Regions from separate parts of the Mus musculus genome. Here region 2 is linked to region 1. Evidence: chromatin contacts called from public promoter capture Hi-C data. All regions are on one chromosome and are shown on one strand. Each heading gives the region's core, a stretch centred on a gene start, on an enhancer-like site or on the middle of the called end of the contact. The rest is flanking DNA. Distances are from core to core; before and after follow the strand shown.

What was found. Capture Hi-C pulls out chosen DNA fragments and counts their contacts.
Region 2: a promoter capture Hi-C map of pancreatic islet shows a contact between it and region 1. The contact joins the promoter of Slc23a4 here to the promoter of Agbl3 in region 1. A contact is called at or near these places in 5 of 39 promoter capture datasets (the 3T3-L1 cell line, liver, pre-B cells and 1 more), 2 of 15 datasets of contacts at CTCF or cohesin (the NIH/3T3 cell line and embryonic stem cells), 44 of 484 Hi-C or Micro-C datasets (the 3T3-L1 cell line, 3T3-L1-derived adipocytes, the AML12 cell line and 27 more), 2 of 115 datasets of contacts at active chromatin or transcription factors (T-cell acute lymphoblastic leukemia and memory CD8 T cells) and 3 of 9 other capture datasets (adipose tissue, liver and pancreatic islet).

What each region holds. Positions count from the first base shown.
Region 1 is chr6:34,778,524-34,782,742 of GRCm38.p6, forward strand. Agbl3 (ATP/GTP binding protein-like 3) reads left to right here and starts at 1,909. Exons shown (of 20, transcript NM_001289656.1): 1 at 1,909-2,536; 2 at 3,577-3,695. The coding sequence starts at 3,633.
Region 2 is chr6:34,975,642-34,979,860 of GRCm38.p6, forward strand. It overlaps Slc23a4 (solute carrier family 23 member 4), which reads right to left and starts at 2,358. Exons shown (of 8, transcript NM_001025573.2): 1 at 2,165-2,358; 2 at 1,385-1,542.

The DNA of each region.
Region 1 (4,219 bases), core at 659-3,158:
TTGTTCAAATGCTACCTGGGCAGAGGGCTTCCCTAGCCACCTCACATTAAAGAACTACGCTGCCAAGCTACTCGACCCCAGCACTGCTAAGCTTTCTTTCCCTCCATAGCAACTTTCATCTGCCTGGTTCTATTATTGTCTTCTCCCATTAGGATGTAATCCCCATTAAAAAACTCTGCAATGGCCTTTCACGGTCAATAGTCTCTGATGTAAAACTAACCCGTAAAGGTCAGGTGAGTAATGAATGAATGTGACTTTTCAAAGCTTTGAGAATTTCTAAGTAATTCTCTTATGCACTAATAGCATTCTCTATAAATATTTGTTGACATATGTTAATGTGCATAGTTGGGCTGAATATACATACATACATACATACATACATACATACATGATTTAAGTCCTATCTTTGCCTCTTCCCTATCTGGCTGGGATGTTTCTTGGAGCTCCATCTTGTGAACCTGACAGCCTATAGCCTTTATCCATGAGTAAAGAGAAACAAAACAACAACAACAACAACAACAACAAAAAACAATAGATTCCATATAAAACAAACTGGCTTACCCTATTTACTGTCCAACAGCACAATACCACCAGCGGGGGATGTTTTAAGAAAAGTCTAGCTTGACTGTGATTCTAGTGGTACAAGCCAAGGGAACACATTTGGTGACGGACTTGCAGGCAGAGAGTCCCAAGTGACCAAATGGTACCCCTTAGCAGAAACTGGGAGTGGGTGCCCTCTGTTGTCCTATAGAGCCACTAAGTTTTAATTATGAGAACTCCACGCCGATGGTCTCATTCATCTTACTTACCCCTGAACGGCCCCACATATAAACAGAAGTAGGGTTATGTTTCTGTTCTTACATATCCACAGGAGCAAGTAAATTTCGGTACTGGAGCTTTGAGGATACCCTCAAACCAGAGAGTCTCTGAGCATTGTCTCCGTTAGTGATATACACATGGCATAAAACCAAGCACAACTAACTATGAAGACTAGTTTTCAAACAAGTGTGATCAATGGCACACTTCATTTCCTCAGGCCAATGCCCAAAGAAACAGAAAGTCTCAAGGTCTGACACAAACACATTCCCAGAAAGTTAACAAATCTAGAGATGCTAACCCATTTCCATGCTGAAACTGAAGCGCTTAATGCGAACCATGAGGGCACTGAACACCTCCTCATTCTTTTTGTCTATATGGGTTTTTCTTTTATTAACTTTACTTGGAAAACTGTTCCAACTGTATTATCCACCAAAGTGAAAAGTGACCAACAAATCAGGGTTAAATATACACACACAAACACAGATCCTAAGACTGCTGTGGGGGTCTTATTGACTTAAATAAGGCAAGGTGGGAGATTTGCTTTGTGAAAGTGTTGGCTAACAAAGAATTTCTAAGCTGATGAAATTTTTGAGAATTTACCCTTATACATATAACCATGACTCCTCCAAATCAAGTATTTTAAGTCTCACTTCCAGAATAAGAATGAATTATAATTGTGCAAAATAGAACTCAACCTTTTAACTTCAAATAAATTAGTTCATTTTTATTAATAAGGTTCAGTTCAGAAAATTAACTTGCCCGTGGTCATCAGGTTGTTAAAAGTCAAGGGGGGCTCTAGACACAAGCCTTAAACTGTATGTTCTACTGCCTTCTCAGCGCAGGCACCTAGCAAACAAGTTATAGTCACTCAGAACAAACTGCAGTCGCATCTTCCCCAGTGCTAAACTCTCCCTCCTGCAATGCTCAAACCGGTCCATACCATAAGCCAAGCCAGGAGTTCCCATCATCCCCTAGCATCAATGTCTCCCGCCAAAAACCTCACCACCTTCACAGCTGTCCCTAGGAAGAAATCACTAAAGCTCCCCAAAGTCTCGCGAGAGTACAGCCGTTGCCCTGGCAACAAGCGGCCTGCTCTCTCAGCGACCGCTGAATTTCGATGGCATTTGCTCTGACCCTGTCGTCGCCCGGTGCCTGGGGGACATCCTAAAGTATTCTCCCGGCAGGGGTGGGACGACCGGCGGACTTGAAGAGGCCCAGGGAACGAGGCGGGCGGCGGACGCGCCGCTTAGGCAGCGGGGAGCGGGGGAAATGCGGCCCTCGGCGCGGGACGGCGCGGGGCCCGCGTGAGTGAGGAGGCTCCGCGCGGGTCCCGCCCCGAGAGAAGGCCTGGCGCGGCCGCACGCCCCCCGCTCGCCGCTTCGGGCGCGGACCGGCGTCCGCGGGCTTCCGGCGCCTAGCGCCTGCACGCCTCGTCCGCGCACGTAAGGAGCTGCCGCCGGGCGTCCCGGCGGGTTGTCGTAATTTCGAGCCGTCATCCGGGGCTGAAGCTTCGGTCTCCGCCCCGAGATGTCACCTAGAAACCGCTCTCTCGACTGCAGTTGGCGTTTATGATGAAGCTTCGCGAGGCCTTCCGCGCCGTCCGCGCCCCCGAACGCGCTCGTCTGTAGACGTCAACCGGGGGCTGAGAAGGTGTTTGTCGGCGGTGGTCAAAAGGCTCGCTTTTAGAGAGAACCAAACACCAGTAGTTGTGAAATTGGTAAATTCTTTTGGTGTCCTCCAAAGTGTAAAAGCTTGGCAAGGATGATTTCATTGCAAATAAGAAAAGAGGAAACGTATACCTAAAACTGTATTATCCCCAAAGGCACAATCACTGGCATGTGTAGCAGGAGGAAAATGTCATTTTAGTAAAATGCCAATTTCAGGCTTGCCTAGAAGCAACAGTGGTCATCTCCAGCCGGACCTTCTGGTAGCTATTCCAATACAAATGGTGTCATTGGCTTTAAAAGTTAAATATACAGTAATGATCACGGTTAAAGAGAAACTTAAGTTATACACACTGAAGCTCGGGTCAACTGAAAGTTCAAGAGAAAGGGGAAAGTTTTTACACTATTGCTACATTTTATTGTCTGAATAATTATAACTTTTCTTGTGTACTTTTTAATGCGTGAAGACAATCCCCATTTACTATTGCAGTGTAGTGTTTAGTTATGAATATAAAATGTAAATGGCCTGGCTATATACTGTGGAAGTTTTTCAACTAAATTATTTACGTGATTTGTCTCTCTTGTTTCAACAGATTTTTTAAGTTTTATTTTTGTTCATAAAACATACTGACAGGTTATAAATATATCCCCCTTCATCTCTTCTAAAATTCACACCCCCATTCCATATCCACTCATCATCTTAAATTTTTTATTTAATTAAAATATAATTACATCATTTATCCCCCTTCCAACCCTCTCAGATACATATCCTCTTTTGCTATTTATTATCATTGTGTGTTTAAATAAATATATAAATGCAACTTGCAGAAGCCTATTGAATATTGCTTATGTGTATATTCTTTGTAGGACTGAACATCTGGTATTGGATATCTGTTTAGGAAGCTTGCTTTGTAGTAACGGATAGTTTTGTAAAATCTTTGAATTTGAAATTAATTTCCTGTATCCTTACTAGTTTAGTTTTCAGAGATCTGTCACTCTTAATTAAATACAATTGGACAGGTTTTGTAGTATTCATTTAATACAGAACCTGCACACCTTTGCTTAAAAGAAAAGCTGTTAAAAATCTCCTTAGACATTTTACAGCCTACTCACATAATTAAAGACATTCCGAGGAAGACACTAGAAGAGATGTCAGAAGATTCAGAGGAGGAAGACTACTCAGATAGAAGCATCAGTGATGACGATGACTTGGTATGTCTTTCTTTTTTACTTTGCGTAATTTGAGGTAAAATGTAGTATCAAGCACATATTTCCAATTAAAACATTATAGAATTAATTTGATGTAAAAACAAAACAGATGATGTCTGTTTTTGTCATAGAAGTTAGAAAATAACTGAAAAATGTATTGTGTAATGTGCCCTGTCTAGAAAGAAAGAAAAAGAGTTGATTTTTCTTGACGAGGCTATCAACTTGAGAGTGGGGAGGGGGAATAGGAATTGACAGGAGGAATGGGAAGGGCAAAATGATCTAATTCTATTTTAATTAAAAACATTTTTTAAAATGGGAAAGAAAGGATTTTTCTTGAGAAAATCTTGGGTGAGATTATTCTGGATTCTATTTAAATGTGTGTATATAATGATTAGGATTTTATTTTTACAGTCATATCTACTTCCTTCCTTATGTGCGAAATCTATTGCAACATATTATGCACCATACTCAAATCCCTGGTGTTCCAGCCAAGGTTCTTGGGTTTCACCACAGTACAGTAATGTGAC
Region 2 (4,219 bases), core at 1,108-3,607, 200 kb after region 1:
TGTTAAGTTCGTGACTGTAATGGTTGTCTTGAGTCTAGAGAATGTCACTTCACAGCTCTTCATATCTCCCAGCTCCCACATACTTCTAAGCCCCTCTGTTATAAAGTTCCCTGGGCCTTAGGGACTTCTAATTTATTGTATCAACTTAATTTATCGTATCAACTTGACTCAGTTAATGGATGTTCGGGTAGTTAGTCAGCCGGAGTGTATCTGTAAGGGTGTTTCCAGGAAAAACTTGGCAGTTCATCAGCAGATGGAGCAAAGATACTGTCCTTCATCAGAATGGGAAGGTGCCAATCCATCTCCAGAAAATCAAATCAAAACAAAAAGACAACGGGGGAGCAAATTCACTCTTTTTCTCCCCAGTTGTCCGTCTTATTCCTCCAACATCTCTGTGCCCCTGGTTCTCCAGGTTCCACACTCAGCTCAACTCTGACCCACCAGGCAGGGTGATGGGTTCATGGCTCAGTTCGGATTTGTCAGTTTATAACTTTACAACATTCTAACATGAAGCATGGAGTCTGAATATTCACTGCTTTATTCTTTTTGTGGTTGTGGTTGTTGTTTGCTTGTTTGTTTGTTTTTTCGAGACAGGGTTTCTCTATGTAGCCCTGGCTGTCCTGGAACTCACTCTGTAGACTAGGCGGGCCAGGCCCCGAACTCAGAAATCCACCTGCCTCTGCCTCCCAAATGCTGGGATTAAAGGCGTGTTCCACCACTGCCCGGCAATCCCTGGTTTATTCTTATCAAGAGCCTCACAAATATTAGGGGCAGGCCTGAGCAGAAGGAGATATGGGAGCTAAGGAGAGGGTTCAATCCATATTGTGTTCTTACTCAAGCATTAAAGCCTAAATTCAACACACACATACCCCACCTCCATAAAAGGTCTGGATACGGCGGGGCACACTTGTAATCCCAGCACTGGGAGGTAGACAGGTGGATCCTCAGCCAGCCCAGCCTACTTGGAGGGATCCAGGCCACTGAGAAACCCTGTCGCAAAAGATAAAGTAAGTGACTACCGAGGAACCACACCTGAAGTTGTGCTTGGGCCTTCACGCATTTAGACATACATGCACACGCACCAGACATACATGCAGATTCAGATGAACATGCATGCACATAAGCACACACACACATAGAAGGGGGGGATTTGATGAGCCCTGGTTCATTGTGTCTTCTGCCTTTCTCTTAGCTTAATTGTATAAGCTAATAAAGAACACATTTTCCCCTAAGCTGAGATGTAATTCTCTTACCTTCAGCCAAGCATCCTGGTTTATCACTTACCCCTCCCTCCAACCAGCTTCACGTTGCCCAGCAACATTCAATCAGACCTCGCTGATACCACAGCAAGAACTCAAAATCCACAGAGAGCAATTTTACCTACCTGACCCCTAAAAACACTTGCAAGAGGGTGCAGATGCCTGAGACGAAGAAAATGGTGCTGATGAGGTAGCTTTGGGTCAGAGGGTCATGCTGCAGGCACAGGTCCTTGGCCAGGATGAGTGGCACAGCCACGAGGCCCCCCAGGGCTGTGAGGAAGTGCTGGAGAGCAGAACAGAAGGAGGTGGGCATGGGATGCTGTCAGCTGCATCTTTATTCCCCAAGGCAAGAGCGCATCCACCAATGACCAGAAGTGAGAACCCTGCAGCTGGTCCTAGGGGCTGTCAGCGAGGGCCAGGCAAAGATGCAGGTATGCAATAAGTACGAGGAAGTTCTGCCCTAAGCAGGTGAGAACCAGGCAGAGGGGCTGGGCTCTGAGCACAAGATCACTGCATTGGGAAAGGATGCCCTGGGAAGGAAACTAAGTCCAAGACAGAGGCTCAGTGGGATAAAACGGGACCAAAGAATAAGATCACAGCAAGGGTGGGCTCAAGCAAGGAAGACCCCACTGTGAACTTGAAGCTGTTAGCAAAAGGCTCAATGAGTCCTAGTTGGCAGGACACATCAGACTCAGAGTTCAGAGCATGCCAGAAGTCATAGCACACAGCCTCAGGTACCAAAGTGAAAGACCAGATGGATGTAGGGTATAGACAGACAAACAGGAGACAGGTAGCTAGCAATATGGTCCAAGAATGAGCTACTATTTCACATAACTTGGCCTCAGTCTGATTAGGCCTAGGGAATTGTTCTCATGGGCTGCAGCTAGATCTGTTTGGAGTCATACCAAGTGCCTTAGATGACAATACCAGGATGACCGTTTCTATGTATCTATCCCTTGTACCCCTCTTCCTCCTCCTCCTCAGGGCACAGCTCCACATCTAACCATACAGGTGGAGACAACGGGAGAGTAACGTGTCAGAAATAAATCTCCAGGTCTTCCTTAATGGGCAGCTCCCACTCCTGTTGTCTCACTGAGCCATGTCTCAAAGGGATCAACCAATGGTTTGCCCGCCCTCGAGATTAATCTCCTCAAGAATGCTCTGGAATAATCCGAACAATGTGACCAGCACTGCTCTTTGACAAATTGGCAAATTGGGGGGGAAGGGTGTATACTGGAAGCAGGAAAGACTTTAAAATTCCCTGACAGACAAAAATAGCTCCCTCCCCAGCCCCCCAACCCCTGTAAGGAAGGCCATAAGAGAGTTTTCAGAAAAAGAAGGCATGAATATTTCAAGGCACGTTCTGATGATCTTTCCTTTCTTCCATGAGCTCTTAGACAATGACGTGAGTTTAATCCTTTACAGCCCTTTTTTAGTGAGATTTTGGAGTGAAATCAGAGCCTCACACATTAGGCAAACATAGAGAACTTGTAAGATATTCCCCAACCAGTCCTTGAAAGCTCCACATAGACACTTGATTGTCATGTCAGCAGCTAGGCCAATAGAAGCCACAGCACTCTCCAGGCCTAGAACCCACTCGTGTTTTCCTTTTCATCTTAAATACTGTTCAGCAACAGTGGTGAACTCCACCTGGTTATTAAATAAACTTCATCCTAGAGACTAGGTAGCAGTTGGTGAAAGCTAAAACAGAAAGAGAGAGACTGCCGACAGAGCCGCTCTGAGGAAGTGCTGGTACCTCTCTGCCTTCCAAGGGCTTTACCCAAGTGAAGCAGACCTTTAACCACATCAGTTACCTGCACCCAAGTGAGTCACCTCAGAATGGTTGAGCATCTTTTTCTAATCTTCACATCTATCCTCTCATGTTAAGGGAGCGATCTGGGGTTGATATGGAAGCTACGGCAGCAGCTGAGGTTGGACCCGACTAATTTGGTCTTTAGTTCTTTGATACAGAACTAGCTTGGACCTAGTACTGACTGGGAGGACTTACCTGGATCCCCAAGAAGATGCAGAGATACCATGGTGGGCTATCCAGGATGCCATAGGCCAGGTTACTGTTACTGTTGGGATCCTTCTGCACCCCATCCTGTTTCTTGCCTTGTCCTTCAGTGTGAAGGCTGAGCACACCATCGCCCCCCTGCCAAGACAAGGAAAGAGCACGTGTGAGCAATCCAGGGGAAGATAACTACACTTCCTGACCTCAGCTGCATGGTGGGACACCCTTTCAGACATGCGAGGCCTAGGCTAGGGGGCAGCGGTGTTAGCCTGCTGAGGATTACAGGGACAGAGAAAAGACCAGGGCTACCCTGATCCTGACTGTGCTAAAGACTTTTAAGTCTTGGGCTGTAGAAAGGGAGGGGTTGACCCAAAGCCTTAGCAGAGAGACGCATTTGCTAGGGAAGAGATGGAAACCCACCTTAAGGTCAAAAAGTAGGTAGATTTCCTCTCAGGAACGGAGGGTGGTCACTGTGGCTGAAGACACCACGTGCTTAGGATACAGGACTAATGACTTGAGCAGGACTAATGACTTGAGCTGAATCTGACCTGAAAGCCTCTTTCCTACCATCTGGCCTCTGTGGTTCCAGCAGACACATATATCAGTGGCAACCAACAGCTGTCTAATTGGACTTCAGCAGGAGGGGGAATTACATCTGCTACAAGCTGAGCCAACTTCCCAGGGCTAGTGAGATCATGGATATTAGAAAAGAAACCAACTACCATCATTTTGCCAGACCAGCATAATTCCTTACTGTGTTGGAAATCTCATCTTTATACCTATAGAAGAGTGTAGCTACCACTCCTCACCAAAGGAGCCTCTTCACCGCAAACAGAGATCAAGAGATTGTGGAGAGTTCTGACCCTGCGGATACCTCTGCATCACAGCTCCTCATCAGTGGCTCAGGGGACATAGAGGAAGAGGGGGCAAATTGTAAGAGCCTTGC